Linked DNA regions of Zea mays: all the other regions are linked to region 1. Evidence: chromatin contacts called from public Hi-C data. All regions are on one chromosome and are shown on one strand. Each heading gives the region's core, a stretch centred on a gene start, on an enhancer-like site or on the middle of the called end of the contact. The rest is flanking DNA. Distances are from core to core; before and after follow the strand shown.

Region 1 (3,230 bases), core at 499-2,998:
GTCAATCGCCCCAGGTCCATTTTTGCATGCCGGGCAATGCCATTGCCGAGTTTGTTCATTAATTTGTTCCAAACTCAATGTATTCAATACTTCAAAGAACTCTTTGAACCACTTGTTCGTTTTTCGAGTCTCAAAACTTTTCTCACTTGCGTCAGAATCATAGTCATCACTGATATCATCACTCAAATCATCGTCATCATCATCATCATCATCTGATGTATTGTTGCCATCAACATTCTCCACCTCAGGGACAGAACCAGATGGAGGAGCATCATCCTTCTTGACTTCAGATCCAGATGGGCGAGGCCTGGATTGCCACTGCCAACCATTTGCCAGAGGTGGAGCCAGAACAGGGCGCGATGTTTGTGATGGCGGTCTAGGATTGCCTCTGGTAGCAGCACCATGATCTGGAGCTTGAGCCCAGCTGGTTCCAGAAGGGTGCGAGGAACCACTGCCACCCCATGCTGGCCTTGCTGTGTTAGGTGTCACATTTGTGGAACTCCATGGTGCCCACTGTCTCCCCCCGGCTTGCCCGGGTTTCTTCGACTTCTTCCCCATGGTTTCCCAGCCACTATCTGTATGCAGGGTACCATTATGCAGGGTCAGATAAATTAATATCAGCATGTATCTGTTAGTAATGGCAATGAACATCATACTCCACTATGAAACACAATGATGCTAATTACTTTTTACCTATTCAACATAGTAATTTCATAATTATCAAAGTTCTCTCGGTAGCTAATATATTGACCAAAAGCTAGCTGCAGATCTAATTGTCAAGAGATACATGCAAGTCATCATAGGACCAATACCCGTTAAGATAACCATTGGTGGCCACCGTGCTAATTTCACTAGGCTCAAAGTATGCATCGCAATCACAAAAAATGCATACAAAATCAACTCTGCAATAGGAATAACATGCTGCCACCACATAAGTAAATCACATACATCAAGCCTTTCACTTGATGAAATGTACATAGCCAGAGTTTACCAGATCTACAATGCCAAACCAATGCAGTAACATAATTTTGTCAAGAATCATTCAGTTATTCAGTGTGTTATCAAAGAATGAGATAAAGTGGAACACAAACTAAAAAGATGAACAGCAATTATTAAAAAAAATGACACCAGCAACCATGCAAGTAAGAAGTAACCTTATGAGGAGACAACTGAACGAGTATCAGACTTGATTAAGACCAACGAAAAAAAACTATATAAAATCAACAACATAACTTGAACCCCTGTTCAAGACGTAAAACCTAAACTCGCGAACAGAAATCGGAATGATTGTAAAAATATCACAAACCACGGATCCGCGCAAAGCGCTGACAACCCACTGGAACGCTCAAACAAGCCCACCGATTCCGCACCCACGCGAAGCAGCATTCGCCCCTCGTCCTCCAAAACCCCAGTCATACCGAAACAAACCGCCGAAAAAAATCGAGCGACACAAGCGACCAACCCGCAGGCACGAAAAGAATCAGATCTTCGAAAGAAAATTCCCCGCAAATCAACCCTAAACCCTACCCAAACCCCTTAAACGATCCGGCATTGCACGATCCGTCCACTCACGAACCACAAGGGAAAACAGGGGGAGAGGCGGGAGGTGCTCACGGGAACCCGGAGGACCGCCGCCGCGACGATCGCCGGAGCCCGACATCGATCGCGCGCTCCTCTCTTCTCTTCTCTCCGCTACGGCGTGGTGGGGGTTTTACGTTTTTTTTTAGATGCAGTGGAGACTGGAGACTGTGGTGAGTGGTGAGTGGACAGGGTCCGGGGCGAGTCTTCATATAGGGAGAAAATAGGATAGGAAAATTCATACCAAGCGAATATCGTTTACCGTATCTACTGATTACCCAATAATCAAGGGAAAAAACCAAAACAAAAAAAGAAAGAAAATTAAAAGGATACCTGAACCGAAATAGTTAGCGGAAGTAAATATAAAAGGATACATGAATTGTATTTATGGTTCAGGAAAATATCGATGGTATTTTTGTTTTTATAAGCTATCATTTACTACTCCACTTGAATATATTTATTTTTCTAAGCGCATCAGCCTACTCATCTCTCTCTTTTAAGTGGTGCTAAACTGACACAAGTACTGTAGCTCGCAGATCACAACATACGGGTCATCGCACGTAATGAACTAACTATCTATTAAAAACATGCAAACAGGCAACAAGGAAACATTATGCATGTTTAAATCTATTTTATATTCACTTTTTCCCTTTTCTATTGTGCCATGTGATGTGTTTTTATGAAGCAATTACGTGAATTTGTTAACGTTTAATATTTTTGTAGATCTTTTAGTAACGTGATAACATTTATGTATGTATGGCCGTATTTATCGTGTATATATATATATAGTCGCTTGTTCGTACGTTGCGACGGTTTACAATAATGTCCATATAAACTATCCACCAAAAAAATTCAAGATTTTGTATTGATTGTTTCCGCTCTCCGTATAATATTTTTTGATTTGGCTAACTGATGTTATTGTTTACTCCATCCAATATGTCTTAATACAATACGGTCAATGAAGTGAGCGATTAGAAGAGAGTTCACAACGACTGACTGAACGAACAGAGATTATAAAATAACATAATTCCACCATATAGAGACCAAATAAGAGAAAGTTTGTGTGCTCAAGTTTCTAAAATAAGTCACATGAACTCAAACTTATAAAAAAGATAGATTAAAACATGGAGTGATTGCTAAAGTCAGGCATCAATAAAACTGGATGCGCTCCATATAAATTATGCTACTTCGTAACAATTACTAACGTTTAAAATCAACAAATAACCTTTCATTTTACTGTTAGTGTGACAAATTATTGTTGCTCCATCCAATTCAACAACCTCAAACATCATTGAGTCCATTGCGTCAATGTAGTCTCAAAAACGACCTAATGCTTGCAAGAACCAAGAATGACGTGCCGTGATTGGGTTGTAGCCTCGGCCCGTGGTACTGACCTGGCTCGACACGATTATATTTTTTTATTTTACAAAAAAATATATATATATAATTTATATTCAATATTAAAAATATTTGAGCATGATGTTCTATTGGTTAGACACCTTCACCTAGTGTCTCTCGTCCTTCTTCCATTAATTAGGGGGCACGGGGTTAATTTAAAATAGTTAGGGACTAAAGTTTAATCTCTATAATTTAAATAAACTTTAGTGTTACGGACAGAATATATAAAATCTAAAATGAAAATATAAAATCTA
Region 2 (3,230 bases), core at 206-2,705, 910 kb after region 1:
CTAGCGATGATAGGTACAAGTGCGGCCACTGCACGGTGGTAGTTGGTGTCATTGGAGCATTGTATGCCAAGGCAGTGAGGCCCTGTTCTGTTGCCAAGGAATCGATGGGGACGATTGATGTGTGTGGGGACAAAGTGCCCCTATGTGTTGTGTGTTTAGGTTTACCTTGCAAGGTTTAAAACTCGATTCGAATCGTCTGCTTCTCCCAGCTAATGAGACTTCTTGATCCATGCTACTGCATCGAGTAAGAAGTGAAATTAGGTTTCATGATATAAAGTGTTGCTTGCAATAAATGTTTATTACCATGTATGCTTAGAAGAATACTAACCTAGTCTAAAGAATATTCTAGAACTTGAAAGCTAAAATTTGACTCAGACTCAGCTAGTGCTTTGGCAAACCAAACCCCTCACCCAAATAGCTTCATGGTCTAGAGGTAGAGGAGTAGACTCCTCACACCGGGTAAATCTAGCTAAGTATTAGTATACTCAGTCTTGGTTGTGGCATAATTTTAGAGGTACTTCATTGAATGACATGGTTGCTGGAGTGATTTGGCCACCATCCTGCATTGGGTTGGACGGTCGAGTGAGATGCTGCCTCAGTAGGAAAGGACCAGGAAGAGTAGTGGGCCAGGCTTCACCCTACTCCTTAGTTATCATGGTTAGTTACTTGTGGCATGATTCTGCTTAGCTTACTACGAGAACCCTTAAGCATCTCCAATATTAACTTAAATCAGTGCCCTATCTTGAAATAGAAAACTCAACTCATAAAAAAAAACTCGCCTTATTTTATAAATTTTTATCAAAAGAATATATGACACACCATAAAGTACCCAAATATACTAAATATCATATTATTGCCATATCCATGTTTTGTACATTATTCTTAACCTTTTTCTGACCAACAGTTTAATTTATTTTCTAGAGTATATGATTTAAGGTTTAACTGTTGAAGCTCAAGTTATCTATAATGTACTAAACACTTTAAATTATATAGTATTTTAAACTTTGGAGCATTATTTTGATGGAGATGCTGCTATATTAATATATTATAAATAAATGTTACCGTCACCATAGAGCAAATTTTAGCTTTTAATGTTTGAAGACTAAAAAACGTACTGGATTCTTGTTATTCCGACTCGCATCCGAGATGAATGAACAATAAAAGAATTCCAGCACCTTGATCCGTCCGATCCGATGTGCGTCCACCGTCCATCCTTCCACAAAACCCCAGACAGAAGCAAAGCTCCACCACTCCGCCACGTCACGTCCGCCGGCTGCCTCTGAGATTTGCCTCCCCGATTGGTCGAATCCGCCATTTACTCGGCTCGCCACCCACCCTCTCTTGCTACCTACTAGCCACTGCACTACGCCTCCCTGTCTGTCTGTCTGTCCCTGGACCCTGGCGAGCGCATGCCACAATGCCGGCTATAAAACGAAGCCCGGAGCTCCATCCCCCAAACAAAAAAAGGGCCTTCACTTGACTCCACAGCCACAGGTACGTACAAACAATTGCTGATGCTTCCATTCCTTTTCTTTGGCTGCTGGCTCTTGCTGTTGCATTAATTAATAATGGATGCTCCTGTCCTCGATCGTGTTGTGTTGTTTTGTTTTGTTTGTTTGTTGGTGCTAGCTAGCTGCTGTGGTGAAGAGTAGCAGGTTCGGCGGCCGGGAGGGGGCAGCCAACACGACGATGGAGCGGTTCGGCCTGGACGGCGGCGGTGGCGGTGGCGAGCTGCCGCCGGGGTTCCGGTTCCACCCGACGGACGAGGAGCTCATCACCTACTACCTCCTCCGCAAGGCCGTGGACGGCAGCTTCTGCGGCCGCGCCATCGCGGAGATCGACCTGAACAAGTGCGAGCCATGGGAGCTCCCGGGTGAGTGAGCTGCTTTGCTTGCATCGACCACCCACCGATTGAATAGACATTAAGCTTGTCGTGATGTGATGTGATCTGATCTGATCAGACAAGGCGAAGATGGGGGAGAAGGAGTGGTACTTCTACAGCCTCCGCGACCGCAAGTACCCGACGGGCCTGCGCACCAACCGCGCCACGGTGGCCGGCTACTGGAAGGCCACCGGCAAGGACCGCGAGATCCGCAGCGGCCGCACCGGCGCGCTGGTGGGCATGAAGAAGACGCTCGTCTTCTACCGCGGCCGCGCCCCCAAGGGACAGAAGACGCACTGGGTCATGCACGAGTACCGCCTCGAGGGCGCCTACGCCTACCATTTCCTCCCCAGCTCCACAAGGGTACGTACCCTTTCTCTCTACAATACTCCAAATACACACAGTACAGCACTAGAGACACATTGTAATGATGACGAGAGGGCAGAAGGGAGTCTCACTCAAGCATCGCATGGCTACGCCTACGAGTAGAGTAGGACAGGAGCTAGCGGCTGCTGTATAGTGTGCACAGGGGCATCAGTTGAGTGCATGCGTGTAGCATACGTACTACTGCAGCTCTGCTGCTGCTAGCTGCTAACGTGCGTGGATATGGCATGCCCATTGCCCAGGCCCAGCGCAGCGCAGGAGAAGAAAGATAGGGCACAGGGATTCGAATCTTTTCTTGGCCAGTGGCCACGAATGCGATCGTATCAGCGAAGTGTAATAAATGCTCCATATGCTAGCACTTTCTCAAGTTCATCGATATCTCATGAATATTAAAATCTACTAGTAGTATATTGTATTAATTCCTATCTTTTCTGTCAAGCATGTGCCACTAGATTCATCAAAAATGATTTTCTCCCCCTTTTATCATGTATAAAATCTATTCAGCAAAGTACATTCATGTGCCACTAGATTCATCAATAAGGAGTATTTTTTTATTAATTGTCTGCAGTAGAAGGAAGACAGACACCTGAACTGTAGATTGTTTCTTTATTTTTTCAGGACGAGTGGGTGATCGCGAGGGTGTTCCAGAAGCCCGGCGAGGTCCCACCTGCAGCCCGCAAGCACCGCCTCGGCGCCCTTAGCAGCACTACCGGCACCGCCGCGGGCGATTCCTGCTTCTCGGACTCTACCTCGGCCTCCATCGGCGGCGCGTCGTCGTCATCCACGCCTGGCCCGCTGTTCGCGTCGGCGGCCGCCGCCGTGGCCAATGCCGGCGCCGCCGACGGCGACACCAGCTCCTACTGCGGCGGCGCTGCCAACCATGGCAACCTGGTCACCGGCCGTGAGCTCGTGCCCTGCTTCTCCACTGCCACCATTAACGGCCCCCTAGTTGCCGCCGCGCTCG
Region 3 (3,230 bases), core at 483-2,982, 690 kb after region 1:
AAACCATAATAGTAATAGAACAAATTAATAATAAATCCCATGCAATGCAAATGACAAATTGAATTTAGTTCCATAATTTAATCATGCGAGAGTCCTGAGCTACTCTTGACCGTGAGCTCGGCTAGTATACCAGTTTTACACTCTGCAGAGGTTGTCCCCTGTACCCACAAGTCGTGTATCCCATGTCACCAGGGTTAGCTAGACCCTTAGACACTACCGAGGTGAATGGCTAGGGATCCACTACGAGGCCTTTACAAAGTTCCACTAGCTTCCGAAAACCCGCTATAGTTTATGGGAAGAGCACTTGCAAGAATCCCTCGTCTGTCCGCCATCGCAGCAAAATCAACCTGAGAACTTCCCTACATGCAACTCCCCTACTGCCCTTGCCCCTTTTGGGTAAGGTAATCTTCCACTAGCTTTCCTAATTAGTCAGCCAATGGCGTTCCATTCCACCCTTGTGGTGGCACGTGTTTCTCAAGTTAAGCTCCATGTTCCAATTAAAATAATATAATGATCTTGATATGAACATAAATAAAATAACACAATAATTGGAACATGGATATAATGAAATATTAACTAAAAACCATGTAAAGCAATAACATAACTACCCAAATGATTCAGGGATAAACAAGGTAAAAAGGATAACCAGTCTAGGGTGACCTATTGGGTCCCATCAAAATTAAACATGTGCATTAAAAAGTGATAATAAAGAACATTATTGGGTAAATGAAAGTGATCAAGGGCACAACTTGCCTGGGACTTGAGATTCCAGGTACCAGGATGATTCTTCAGATCCTCGTGACCTCACTGCTAGTCGTAGCAATACAAACAGGTACAAGCAAGTAAACATATACAAGCATAAGAACATTACACCATACAAGAAAAACATTATAAAAACCGGCAATATGAAATAGAGATCGCTTCTATAGTCACATGAGGAAAAGAAACGTAACAGCCAGAGCCACGGTCAAGAAGTTATCGCGTTCACACTAAACAAGTATTTGTTAGAACATTTAATTCTACATAATCATATTAATTAACATTTATCAAATATAAATTTAGACTACTACTTAGTTTTAACTAACTTACTATTTCAATAACCGAAGGATAAACGACTAATTAATTAATTAACATGAGCGATTATAAGCAAAACAATTTAATAACACACGCGAGGACAACGCGCGACATTGCGTGAATTAGCGTGCAGGCAGCGGCGACGATGCGCGGGGCCAGCGCGACGACGCGCACGAACGCGACAGCGAGAGTGCTGTCTATGGCGCGCAACGCACGCAGACAACATGCGCGATACACGAGAATCACTAACTGATATCACGTTTATGCTAAGAAAATATTAAATCAAAATATTTGAGTTGGTATGCTAACGTATATTTATAAAAGCGCTACTTAAAATACATTAATTAGATTTAATTGGAAAGCTAATTTCATAACATTAGTTAAACAAACATTTAATTATTTATTTAATACATGTGTCATAATGAAACATTATTATTAATGCGTCAACAACGTTAATATGAATCTAACACAATTTGAACTATATAAAACGGATTTATAATACAACATATATTGTAAAGTTAACATAACACGAATTTAAAAGGACATGGCGTGATTCTATTGGATGGAATCCGACCACACATAGGGCCACAGAGAGCATCGTCGTAGAGGTCCTCGGGATGTCATTTGGGGATGAGGGATGGGATAACATGAAATGTGATCACAAGGGCCAATCGTGCAGCGACAGGTGGAGAGGGAGAGCAATTTGCCACCACGTGCTGCATGGCTGCATGCGTGGAAGAGATCTCGCTTGGGGGAAGAAACGGTTTCTTATTTCTCTCCTCTAGTCACGGATGGTTGTTTCTTCCTGAACGCAAATGGCCGGCGCTCGACGCACAGGGCCGTGCCGGGAAAATTTGTGGCCCCGTACAAAAATCTAAAATAAGGCCTCTCTTTAGACAGAAAATATAACTTTTAATACTAATATTGTAATAATTCTTTAAGAAATATTGTAATACTTGCACATTGCAATAGGATAATGGATCTTGCTCAAGGGTCTGATTGGCAGATGCCACTTGTGATTCTTTTTGAACAAACCTATCCATAGATCCTTTCATAGACTGAGTTAATTTTTCAATTCTTTGTTTCTTCTTACGTTTTTGATAACCTGAATCATGTTTTCTAATTGGATTCCGACTAGAAGACATGACTTTGATGCACTGTTCAATAAACAAAGGAATATATATAGGATGTCATGTAATTATGTAAACAAAAACAAAAATAAATTGCTATACGTGTAGACATAGTAAATGAATAGATTGTCTTGGGCAATTACCTGCAGGCGAAATAGAAATTTGTAGGATCACTGGATCAGCGATCTAGCTTCTTGGGACTTGGGAGGAGGAGCCAAATAGCTAACGTCCAACAACATATAGACACGACAGGTCAGGAGAAAACTAGATATTGAGATTTGAGAGGTGAGGAGGAGTAATCATGGAACAGGAATTGGGAACGACGCACGACGGGAGGGAACAAGGACTCACGCGGTCACGCCGTCACGCCCGTCGTCTGAAAAAGCCAACCAAACCAGCAGAGCAGAGCAATAGCGGTAGGTCTATAGGTATTAGGGATTTTTTTGGGCCCCACAAATTCATGGGCCCTGTACGGTCGAACCGGTGGCACATGCTCAGGCCCGGCCCTGTCGACGCACAGGCAGGGGCTGACTTTACTAGGCAGTGGCGGCTCGCCGGTTGGAGCAGAGCGTCGGCCCTCGCCGGAGCTGAGGCTGGGGGTGCGCTGGCCATGTGTAGGGAGCCTACTGGAGCTCCTGCCATGGCAGTGCGCAGATTAGAGCAGGGAGCGCGCGGAGCAGGGCTCGACCACGAGCCACATCGGCAAGGGGAGGAGATCGCACGGAGAGAGCGAGGGGTGAGGAGAGGGGCTCAGCCATGGCAAGCCGCATTGGCTTTCTCCACAGCGCGTGCACGAGCATGGAGAATGGAAGGGGCAGGGGCTGCACGGCTGCACGACCAACGACCGGGTGGCTCACTGGTGAGGGCGCGATGCAGCCATGGCGGCGCACGGTCAGAGAGCGAGGCATGCTACGACGACTTCAACGAAGAAACGGAGGAGGGAACTCACCGGAGATGAAGTTCACCGGAGGAGTCGTCGGAGTTGAAACCGCCCTAAACTTCGGCGAGGAACTAACGGTACTACTG

What was found. A called contact is a pair of places that touch in the nucleus more often than the background predicts.
Region 2: a Hi-C map of ear shows a contact between it and region 1, with 2.9 times the contacts expected there. The contact joins the promoter of LOC103629107 here to the promoter of LOC100037819 in region 1. A contact is called at or near these places in 3 of 25 Hi-C or Micro-C datasets (bundle sheath, ear and tassel).
Region 3: a contact with region 1 is called in a Hi-C map of ear, with 3 times the contacts expected there. The contact joins the enhancer-like site here to the promoter of LOC100037819 in region 1. A contact is called at or near these places in 3 of 25 Hi-C or Micro-C datasets (ear, leaf and tassel).

What each region holds. Positions count from the first base shown.
Region 1 is chr6:27,070,354-27,073,583 of Zm-B73-REFERENCE-NAM-5.0, forward strand. LOC100037819 (ragged seedling 1) reads right to left here and starts at 1,749. Exons shown (of 6, transcript NM_001112519.1): 1 at 1,615-1,749; 2 at 1-575. The coding sequence starts at 1,660.
Region 2 is chr6:27,978,673-27,981,902 of Zm-B73-REFERENCE-NAM-5.0, forward strand. It overlaps LOC103629107, which reads left to right and starts at 1,456. Exons shown (of 4, transcript NM_001301482.2): 1 at 1,456-1,494; 2 at 1,630-1,873; 3 at 1,962-2,245; 4 at 2,885-3,230. The coding sequence starts at 1,690.
Region 3 is chr6:27,758,964-27,762,193 of Zm-B73-REFERENCE-NAM-5.0, forward strand. No RefSeq gene overlaps it. Among protein-coding and RNA genes, the nearest start is that of LOC103629107, 220 kb to the right of the region's middle. Within about 2 kb of position 1,733, at least 19 of the 20 cell types and tissues checked have an H3K27ac peak or open chromatin away from gene starts, as enhancers often do. A contact at or near this core is called in ear, leaf and tassel, where this site is marked.